Linked DNA regions of Mus musculus: region 1 is linked to region 2. A link is a contact called in public Micro-C data. All regions are on one chromosome and are shown on one strand. Each heading gives the region's core, a stretch centred on a gene start, on an enhancer-like site or on the middle of the called end of the contact. The rest is flanking DNA. Distances are from core to core; before and after follow the strand shown. Region 1 holds the start of Cfap44 (cilia and flagella associated protein 44). Region 2 holds the start of Usf3 (upstream transcription factor family member 3).

Evidence for each region. Hi-C and Micro-C count contacts between places; a contact is called where the count stands out from the background.
Region 1: a contact with region 2 is called in a Micro-C map of embryonic stem cells, with 2.8 times the contacts expected there. The contact joins the promoter of Cfap44 here to the promoter of Usf3 in region 2. A contact is called at or near these places in 19 of 39 promoter capture datasets (the 3T3-L1 cell line, 3T3-L1-derived adipocytes, the C10 cell line and 11 more), 4 of 484 Hi-C or Micro-C datasets (the N1E-115 cell line, embryonic stem cells and nephron progenitors), 3 of 115 datasets of contacts at active chromatin or transcription factors (extraembryonic endoderm stem cells, forebrain and memory CD8 T cells) and 4 of 9 other capture datasets (adipose tissue, liver, macrophages and 1 more).

The regions. Positions count from the first base shown.
Region 1 is chr16:44,390,714-44,396,302 of GRCm38.p6, forward strand. Cfap44 (cilia and flagella associated protein 44) reads left to right here and starts at 4,086. Exons shown (of 35, transcript NM_001033247.1): 1 at 4,086-4,135.
Region 2 is chr16:44,171,778-44,176,903 of GRCm38.p6, forward strand. It overlaps Usf3 (upstream transcription factor family member 3), which reads left to right and starts at 1,620. Exons shown (of 8, transcript NM_001029889.2): 1 at 1,620-1,733.

The DNA of each region.
Region 1 (5,589 bases), core at 2,836-5,335, 220 kb after region 2:
CCTTTATATTTTGATATCCCTTAACTAGGTCAATGGATGGGCTAACCTCACTGTGGCTAATACACATTACCTTCCAGTATTCCTGAGTTAACACTTTCTAAATCTACATTTTATCTTTCCTGCCCTGTTTCCTTCTGGGCAGCCCTCCTACAAGGCCACTTTCCCCTTTACCTACATTTTGGCCATCTTATCCTCCTTCATGACGTGGTCTGTCCTATGCCCTCCTCATGGCAGAATCCCCTATTCTCCCCTCTTTGTTTCTTGCCCAGAAATTCTAAAAGTCCCGTCTTTTTCACCCTGCCTAGCCACTGGGCTCTGGCTCCTTATTGGTCAATCAAAAAGCAATTGAGGACAGGGACCCTCAGTGTCTAGACACATAGATTCCCGTGTGATTTGGGGAGCCAAATTAAGGCAAAGCATTACAACCAATCCCCAACACCAGCCCAAGTCTGCAGAAGCAGCAAGAAGCCACGGGTACCTCATGAAAAGTTGTTTGCTGAGTTTCTCTCTATGAAGTCACCACAGGTGAAGCTCAGCGATGCAGTGTAAGACGAACCAATGCATGCATGTCCTCAGCGAAGACTAGCGGGGCCGATGCAAATCAGTGCTCAAGCTCCTACTGTCCATGGGGATATATGTGTGTGTGTGTATGTATTTATGTATATATTCCTTCTAAAGCGTCACATGTGCTTTCATGTGTCTGCTTTAGCAAGACATCCTTTCACCTGTGTGCCCCAACAAAACATCACTTGACATAACCGACTTTCCAAAGAAACTTGAAGTTTCCACTTAAGCACATGTTTTTATGTTTTCCTAATCTTTAATTTTGGCCCCGTCCTCCAACATATACCTTTTAGGTCTTGAAAGTCATTATTTTCAATCTGAATATTTTATTTTTTCCCTCTTAATGCTGTTGTTGCATGCACGGGTGTGCATGTTCTGAATGTTCTACACACACACACACACACACACACACACACACACACACACACACACACACACGAATGGAGGAGAGACTGATTTAACAAGTTAAATCACAAAAAATTGAATTCTGTCAATATTTTAGACCTCTGCTTTTATCTAATCCACTGAGCTGGACTTATATATAAGACCTGGCTTAGAACAGAGCTGATCTCTGGAGTTAGCCGCTTCTTTTCTGTACTTTCCTATATGCTTTGAGGACAATTCTTTCTATGCATATAGATCCTCCCTTGATGTTTTCTGTGTCCCAACTAGTACTTCTATTTATTAGGACAAAAATGCAGAAATAAAACTGTCCAAATGTGGTGCCCTGCCTTAGGCATGTGGTCAAGAACCCAGTCTGCTAGACCCTCCACGGTTTTAGCCTTCATGGCTCATTGTCTCCTGGTTGCGGTCCAGTGCATACAGCTCTAAAGGTCTCACCCACACTGGAAATAGAGTATTGTCAGCAGTGCCTATTTCCTTTCCATTCGTGAAGAAAAACCTTCTCTAGAAGTCTCCAAACTGTAAGGAACTTGGGGGTGGGGTGTGGGTGGTTTAGTAAAACTAGAATCCTAGAAACGAGGACAAAGGAGAATGAACTGAGCTCTCAATTAGCTAGATTATGACTAGGAGAGTCAATGAGTCACTGATGGGAAACGTTCCTGCATGGATGCAAGCGAGGCTTCCTGGGCAGCTGAGCATGATGGGATATGAGCTTGAAGAAGGCACACGGCTGAGGGGTGTGCGCCCTCTAGGGTCAGACCTTGTGAACTGCTACATGTGGAATTGCAGTTGGCTCCGTGGCTTCATGTTCTATAAACTTTGGATATAAATTGGAGACTCCTGGGTAACTGGGGAAATTTCTTGCTCAATGGGGTAGGGAAGAAATGTCTGACCTCAGAGCATTATCTCTGGGTCAAAGGGGAAGATAACGGAGAATAATATTTGCTCTTAACTAGAGGCCACGAAGTTAAATGTCTTATCAAAAGATGTCCAAAACGGGCAATGGTGGCGCATGCCTTTAATCCCAGCTCTTGGGAGGCAGAGGCAGGTGGATTTCTGAGTTCAAGGCCAGCCTGGTCTACAGAGTGAGTTCCAGGACAGCAAGGGCTACACAGAGAAACCCTGCCTTGGAAACAAACAAGCAAACAAACAAACAATAAAATAAAATAAAATAAAAATCACCCTGTTCAGAACCCTGATACTTTTTCCTCGTGAATTAATAGTTATTCATATACCTCCTCAGCCTTAGTGTTGAAATTAATATTGTCTATTTGAAAACTGTATCTGGCTTGTAAAATTACGTGGGCCACCTCTACCTTTTAAATGCTGTAGTTACCATACAATGTATGTACAGTGAAATGCTTAGACCTTAATTTACCAGTCAATTTTAGGATGCATATAAAGTACCAATCCCTCTGACCTTGTATGTCCATCTCTGTCAGCCCTACCACCTGTACACCAGCAGGAAACACTATACATGTGGTTCCTGTCCCCAAAGATTATTTTGGAATTTCATATAAATGGAGTCATTCAGAAAATACAGTAATGCCCGAAATTAACCTGTAAGCCCCACCTGCCCAAGGACCAGGTAACTTCCTGGAATGCTGGGAGTTGTGGTTCTTGGAATATAATAAAAACCTCATGACACAGTACTGTGGCCTATGGGGTTGTCCTATAAACCCCTGCAATAGATGTCTCAGAGCCACTCAGCTGGGAAGTTCCAGGGAGTGGTCCTGACCAAAGTCCATCTCTTGGTCAGTATTTAATATTTAATAAAGCTTGCTTCAAGTTTGGCCTAAAATGGTGCAATTGGTTTTTTCCTGTTAAATCTCAGGATTAACAACAGTATCTTTATTTTGGCTTCTCACATTCAACATGATTTTGAGATTGACCCACGTTATGTGTGTCAATTGATAAACCTTTGTATTCTGTATTAGTATTTGATTGTATGACTGTGCCATAATTTTGTACTTAAGTGTCCCGATACCAAATGCCTGGACTTGTTTCCAACTTTAACCTGTTACAAATAAACATACTATGAAGGAGATTAAATATTTCATTTGTCTTAGATGCAAAACTAGAGATGAATTACTGCCTTACATAAGAATGCATGATTAAATTTCAAGAAATTAAGTGGTTTTCTGACATCCCATTTATACTCTCACTAGTCACACATACCTTCTCTTGTTACTACTAATCCTATCTAGTATTTGGTCAGTCTTTTTTTTCTTTCTCGGTGGCTGAGTTGTTGCATCTTAATTTGTATTTCATCCCTGATAGTGATGCCTTACCTATTTGGTCTGTTCATTGGTATTTGTATGCCTTCTTTCATAAAGTAGCTTCAAAACTTTTTGTTCAGTTTTTGTTGGGTTATTTGCCTTTTTATTAAAGGCATGAGCCGGGCGATGGTGGTGCACGCCTTTAATCCCATTACTTGGGAGGCAGAGGCAGGCGAATTTCTGAGTTCGAGGCCAGCCTGGTCTACAGAGTGAGTCCCAGGACAGCAAGGGCTACACAGAGAAACCCTGCCTTGAAAAACAAAAACAAAAACAAAAACAAAAACAACAAAACAAAACAGGAATGAGCTCGTCATATATTTTATATACAAGTCCTTTGTCCAATACATACCTTGCAGATTAAAAACAAAAACCCAAAATTAATCCTCTTGCTGCTGCCCACCTCCTACAGCAAGAATTCACAACACAACCCTTATTTACTTTTTAAAAAACACAGGTAAGCTTTAGAAAATACTCGTCTTCGATGTTGATGTATCTGGAAGCTGCCTTCTGCAGCCAAGACCACACCATTTTAAGTTTTGTTTTTAATTGGCAAATAATTGCCTTAGGACCCTTTGGCCGGTTTGGAAAGTTGGGCAAGTACCCAAATACTCTGTCATCTGGTTCATAAATTGTTGGAATGCTGGGCTTCTGTTTCCTGAGGGTGGGGGGTGTCGCAGTAGCTTCTTCCCCAGGGCACACGGACGACTCTGTGGCAACACCTCAGTTTAGGCAAAAACCTTGGGGGATGCTGCGCATGCGCCTAATAGCCTGCTGTTCCCCTCCCCCAACATCACTACCAGCAGGCGGAGGGACGTTGCTATGGCAACCGCAGTAAACGGAGTCCTTGGGCGGGTGTGACTAGAAACCAGCTGCTGTAGCGAACACCTCCGGTAAGTGGGCTCTTAGCCTGGGCCGGGCTGTCCCCATAAGTCTCCCTTAAATCTGGTAGCGACTCAGAGAGCAGTGAACTCCACCTTCTAGGTGGAACTAGTATGGTCCAATTTCTCTGGAACACTTCCCCGGTCCTCCTGTGGTAATTCAACGCAAACATCAGAAGCAACCAGTGCGGGTTAGACATGCACAGCTCCAGCCTGCAGGGAACTGGTGATGCAGGTTAAGAAGCAACCAGGTAGCCAGAGAAGTTAGGTCACCACAGAGGGAAGAAGAAAGCCTGCTGGAAATGTGCCTGGGTCAACAAAGCCACCCCTGCCCACCCTTAGCTGTGAGCCTTCTCAGTGGGCCCTTCTACACTATTTTCCTTATCTGGGGGGGGGGGGGGAATGGCTGTGTTTGCCTCCTAGGGTTCTTGTTAAGATTTAAATGCAGGCCAAGTGTCTCAGGAGTGCAGCTGAACGCTGGTAATAGGCAAAGGCGGTAGGGAGCGAGTGTACAGGGTATTCGTTAGTCATGAGTAGTCTTACTTGCCTGCTTAGTAAGACACCAGAGAAAAGGGGCCAAAGGGGAGTAGGAACAGAGTGGGTGTGAGATGCAGCAGCGATCTGCAACCTCACCACGAAGGGCTTTTGCACCGTGATGAGGGTTTGTATTGCATTCTTCTGTGATGGCAACAGAGTCAGTCACTCGATGACGAAGCTGTAACATAGTGGTGCTCTGGTAGCTCTCTCAGGAATACAAAGGGCAAGGCAGAAAACAGATTAAAAGATTGGCAAGGTGGCTCGATGGGTTAAGGCACTCGCCACCAAGCCGGACAACCTGAGTCCCATCCCTGTCACCTGCATGGCGGAAGGAAAGAATGTCCACAAATTTGTCTTGTGACCTCCACACATGTACCCACCTACCCACAAAGAAGATATAAATAAATGTAACGAAAAGCTGAAAATTTAAAGGTTTTGTTTACTCTTGTTTTATGTGTACGAGTCTTTGTCTGAATGTATATCCGTGTACCACATGTGTGCAGTGCTCACAGAGGCTATAAGAAAGTATTGACTGCTCTAGGACTGGAGTAAAGATGGTTTTGAGCTGCCACAGGAGTGCTGGAAACTTGACCCTGGTACTCTGGAATAACAGCCAGTGCTCTTAACTGCTGGGGTATCTCTCCTCTCCAGCTCCCATGAAAAGAAAATTTAAAGATAAAATGGATTAGAGAAACAGAGTAGGAGCAGAGGGTATCTGCAGTGACAGGGACAGTGAGCCTGGTACTTAAAGAGGTGAGGACAAGGGTGAAAGCATAAGTCTTCATAGCTGGCCATTTGGCAACGCGTCTTGGAAATAGATTGCATGAGGTGGGTGATAGGGAAGGACGAAATATCTAACTGCTCTTCTTTCTCACTTGCAAAATTGTGATATTAGCATCTGCCTTGTATTTTAAAAGCAAGTGAGATCA
Region 2 (5,126 bases), core at 370-2,869:
GAAATGATTTCGTGTAGCTGGACATATATTAACATTATAGATTCATGGATGTATTATTAGTATTACTATTACAGATCTGATCCTAAGGTCTCTGCTGCTAGGGACTAGGGAATGACAAACGTATTCAAAAGTTAATTAAAACTCACTAGCAAGCTGGGCGGTGGGTGGTGGTGCAAGCCTTTAATCCCAGCACTTGGGAAGCAGAGGCAGGCGGATTTCTGAGTTCAAGGCCAGCCTGGTCTACAAAGTGAGTTCCAGGACAGCCAGGGCTACACAGAGAACCCTGTCTCGAAAAACAGCAACAACAACAAAAAAACTCACTGGCCTGGCCCAGATGGGACAAGGAAGTGAAAAAGAAATCAAACTGCCTATTAGCACCAAATTTGAAGTAACAGTAAGGGCCTATTTTATCACAGATTTTCAAAGTGCGGAGGAAACATAAAACGGGGTTACTGTTAACCTTTTTCTCAATGCAAGGTCTGTTTCTACTGTACATAGGTTCAAGTAGTATTTCTATTATGCCCTGCGTTCCAGTCCAATTGGCTATATCTGGTTGTGAAAAGCTCATAAATCTTTCACCACCACTAGGTGGAGAATCAGACACCTGTCTCGGGGAGGCGGGCTTGTGAAATGAAACAAAACTAGAAAAAGATAGCTGGATAGTTCAAGAGCTCCAAAGGCACTTTAGAGGACGCTGAGGTCTCCGGTCCTAAATAAGGGTGTCTAGTAGCCTAAATTTAAGGTTCCAATCCCATCCCCCAAAGCCACGCACTCACTTCCTTAGCAGGGGACTGCAGAACCTTTCTGAAAACGGGCTTCGTGCAAATAAAGGACGTCAAGAGTCCACCGTATACGAATTCCTGCAGTCTCCAATATCCAAAGATAGTGCACTGAGGGAAGTCACATAGGACTGGATTTTCCACCTTCATTTACCACCTTCTAACCCTCCAGGCTAAAGGTACTTGTCTATCTTTTGCCACTCTCCTCCTCTTCAGTTTTTTTCATTTCTACGCTTGCATTGAAAGCTGCCATAAGCATAATACAGAACAGGGTGCGAGGAAGTTTCTTAAAAACCTCTTTTTTTTTTTTTTTTTCCTAGCTTCTCAAAGCGTCCCCTTTAAGGAACCAGGCCCACCTCTTTCTCATCCACCTACTGGCTTTCCTTTCTGCCTGTCACTCTACCTTTAAGAATATTTCCTGTTCTTTCAACCCAACTTGCACACCTCCGCCCCCCGGCCTTGGTCATTGGGCCGCCCGAGGCCTGTTCCCTCCTAGCTTTTCCCTCCTTCTCCTCCCGCCCTCCAGCCTAGCGCAGCGGAATCCCGGCTTCTGACTGGCCACGGTGGCAGCCTCCCCAGCACCGGATTGGCCGGCCGGTTGGTCGGGGCGGGAGCGAGGCGCATCCAGGCTAGGCTGTGCGCGTGCCGAGCGGCGGCCGCGGGAGGGGCGGGAGGGGCGGGGGGAGGGGGGCTGGGAAAGTTGAGGCCGTGCTGCCGCCGGGTCTCCGGCCTCGAGGGCTCGGGCTCGCTGCGGCGGCGGTGGCCGCGAGGAGAGGCGGCGGGGGCGGGGGGAGAGGAGGGCCCGGGCCCGCGCTCCCCCAGCCCCGCAGAAGCAGGGGGCGGCCGCGGACCCAGAGGCTCGCCTAGACGGCCAGACACCGCTGCCTTCCGCTCCTGGGACCATGACCCAGGCGGGGGTCGCCGCCGCCGTGGCCCGGAGCGCGTCACCGGCGGGTGAGTGGCCGCGGGAGGGGGCGCTGACAGCCGGGACCGCGGCTGCGGGGGCGGCTCCGGGGGGCGGCCCCGGGCTCAGCTCCACCCACCCCCTCCTAGCCGCGGGAGGTGAGGGCTAGGCTGAGTGCCCCTCGTTCCTGGGGTCCCCAGAACTCCCCACCTATCCCGGGGCGATCGCTCTCTTCACTCCGGCATGCTCGCACCCTGGGTGCCAGGCCTGAGGGAGCTCGCCCTGCTCCCGGTGCGCGCCGGCGGACAGAGGCCCCATGCTGTCCTGGGTGCATAAAGAGCTGGGCAGCCAGGTCCCCACCGGGTGGCCTTTGCTAGCCTCCTTCACCTTTTGCCATCCCTTCCATCTCTTTACTTGTCTTCTGACTTTCCTTCTGATCCACTCGTCAAACTCGCTGCTTGCTTTTGTAACTTTCACCTCTGTGTCGGAGAGTTAGGCTGACGTTTTCTTTTTAGAAGCCCATCTTTTTGCTTCTGAATAGCACTGGTCCATGCGAATGGCATTCTTGTCCGATTTCAAATTTCCTGAACAAGCATGAGGTTTCTGGACGCTTGGCTGAGGTTGGGCATTTTGGGGATAGAGTTCTCTTCTCTCTGTGGGGTCTTTTTTGCTTTTATTGACCTCATCTGTAGATAAGAGACCACAAAAAACTAACTGCCAAAACCAACTAATGTTCAGATAACATTTTACCACTAAGTTGAGTGAATTAACAAACATGATAGGTCTGGCCGACTTTATGGGTAACAGTGGCAGAGTCTTAAAGGAAACTTTGATGAGTAAGTGGACCCTGCAGTAGCTTTTCCCCATGGCCAGTCAGATCTGCTCTTTGCAGGGCCGACAGTTTCCTCGGTGACCTTTTCCTTTCCCTCAGAACACTTGACTTGCTGTATGGATACTATGTTTCCATTTGCTTGGGAAATACACAACGTATTTGTTGCAAACTGAGGAAGATTCATTGAGAAGCCAAGAGTTGTGAATGAAAGCTGTATCAAGAAGCATGCCAAAGGCCAACAGCCACTTGTGACCCAGAATGAACATAAAAGTGGTCCAACCCAAAATTGAAAACATATCCAATCCCTTGAGGGTTTCTTTTTTTCCTTTCTTAATTTCATTGTATGGTTCCAGAGAGTGAACCTTGTAAAGACAAGTTTGTGTCACAATGTCAAAAGGTTGGGCAGTAGTCTAAACATTATGACTTTTGTATAGATTAGCTTTAGTAGTTTGGTGATTGTAGTAGTCTGTGCATTGATGAAATGTAGAACTCTTTTGATACAAAAGCATTTCCATTCAGTGTGGTAAGGGCCACCTAGAATAGTTATTTTCTACCCTAGTCGTCTATAGAACATCACAGAAGTTTTTTTAAAAAAGATTTTACAGTGAGCTAGTTTTGTATGAAACACACACATGTGCGCGCGCACACACACTTGCACATGCACATGCACGCACTGTTTAACTCCAGCTAGAAGAGAAGCTTCCACAGATAGCAAGCTTGGAACCCCTGGCAGTAAAGCCAGGTCTTAATGTTATCTCACGCTGTTCCTTCCTGTGGTCAAGCCCAATGGTTTCTTAACTGGATTGTTTGTTACAGTCACCTTCCCAGACTTTACCTTTGATCTGGAGGGAGGCAGGCTGTGGTATACCTCTTAAAACTCTCCAGGCTATTCTGCTCAGCAGCCAGGGCTGAAAATTACCTTAAGCTTGGTACAATGTCCAGGCTGTTCTGCTTGTATTCCAGGGTTTTCCTTGGCAAGCCTTAAGTTGTGTATTCAACTTTTGCCCCACAACCTTCCATGTGAACCTTTGGACCCCACTCAGATAATGCAATTTAGATCCCTGCTGTTGCTAACTTGGGTGTTTCTCCTCTATATCAAGTAATTGTAGTGACAGATCCCTTAAATATGAAATCTTTGGTATGTAAGTGCACATATACCGTGAGTGTGTGTGTGTGTGTGTGTGTGTGTGATAAAGGATCTCTCGTTGCTCCTAGGCTGACTTTGAATTTGTAGCGATCCTCAGGCTTTTATCTCCCAAGTGCTGGAATTACAGATGTGTGCCCTCATACCTCACACCAAGAATAGTTTTAGATTTTAAAAATTACATTATTGAGAGGGGGGGTGGGTCTGCATTTGCAGTATATAGATGCGGGGTCAGAGGACAACTTGAGAGACAGTTTTCTGCTGTGTGGGATTGGACTCAACTTGGCAGGCTTGGCAGCAAGTACTTGGTGAGCCATCTTACCAAGCCAACAACAAATTTTGTTTTGTTTTGTTTTGTTTTGTTTTTCGAGACAGAGTTTCTCTGTGTATCTTTGGCTGCCCTGGAATTCCATGGGTAGACCAGGCTAGCCTTGATCTCAAAGATCCATCTGCCTCTGCCTTCCAAGTGCTGGGATTAAAGGTGTGTGCCACCACCACCCAGATGAGTCTATTTTTGTTGGTGGTTCTTATATAGTTTCAAGTTTGATTTTTTTTATTAGATATTGTCTTCATTTACATTTCAAATGCTATCCCAAATGTCTCCTATACCCCCTCCCCTGCCCTGCTCCCCTACCCACTTACTACCACTTCCTGGCCCTGGCGTTCCCCTGTACTGAGGCATATAAAGTTTGCTAGACCAAGGGGCCTCTCTTCCCAATGATGGCCAACTAGGGCACCTTCTGCTACATATGTAGCTAGAGACACGAGTTCTGGGGGTACTGGTTAGTTCATATTGTTGTTTCACCTATAGGGTTGCAGATCCCTTCAGCTCTTTGGGTACTTTCTCTAGCTCCTCCATTGGGGGCCCTGTGTTCCATCCAATAGCTGACTGTGAGCATCCACTTCTGTATTTGCCAGGCACTGGCAAAGCCTCACCGGAGACAGGTCAAGTTTGACAACTTTGAATTGGACAATCAGTTTGGGGTTGGGGGAGGGGTTATCCTAGATGAGGCTAATTCTCCCAATGATCATTAGTTGCTGTAATTTTTTTTGTATAGGGATGGGAACATGATGAGATTTTCTTCCTTCCACATTAGCATGTCCATTGAGATCACCATTGTTCTGATCTGGGTTTTGCAGCCATTTCTAAGAGAGACCATTTCACTGCCATCTGCTGATATTCTGGTTCTTATGATCCTTCCTACCCCTCTTCCATGATGTTTCCAGACCACAGATGCAGGAACTGTGGTGGAGATGCACCTGCTGGGGCTGGGCTCCCCATAATCGGTTGATCTCTGCATTGTGTCCTGTTGTGGTGGGGTTTTTTTGGTTTGTTTGTTTGTTTGTTGTTTTGCTTTTGTGATGGTCTCCATTTGCTTTAAAGAGAAGTGTCTTATGAGGGGTGGTAGCTAATCTAGGAAAAGTGGCTCCTATACCTCAGCGTGTTTTTGTGATAAGCTCTCATTG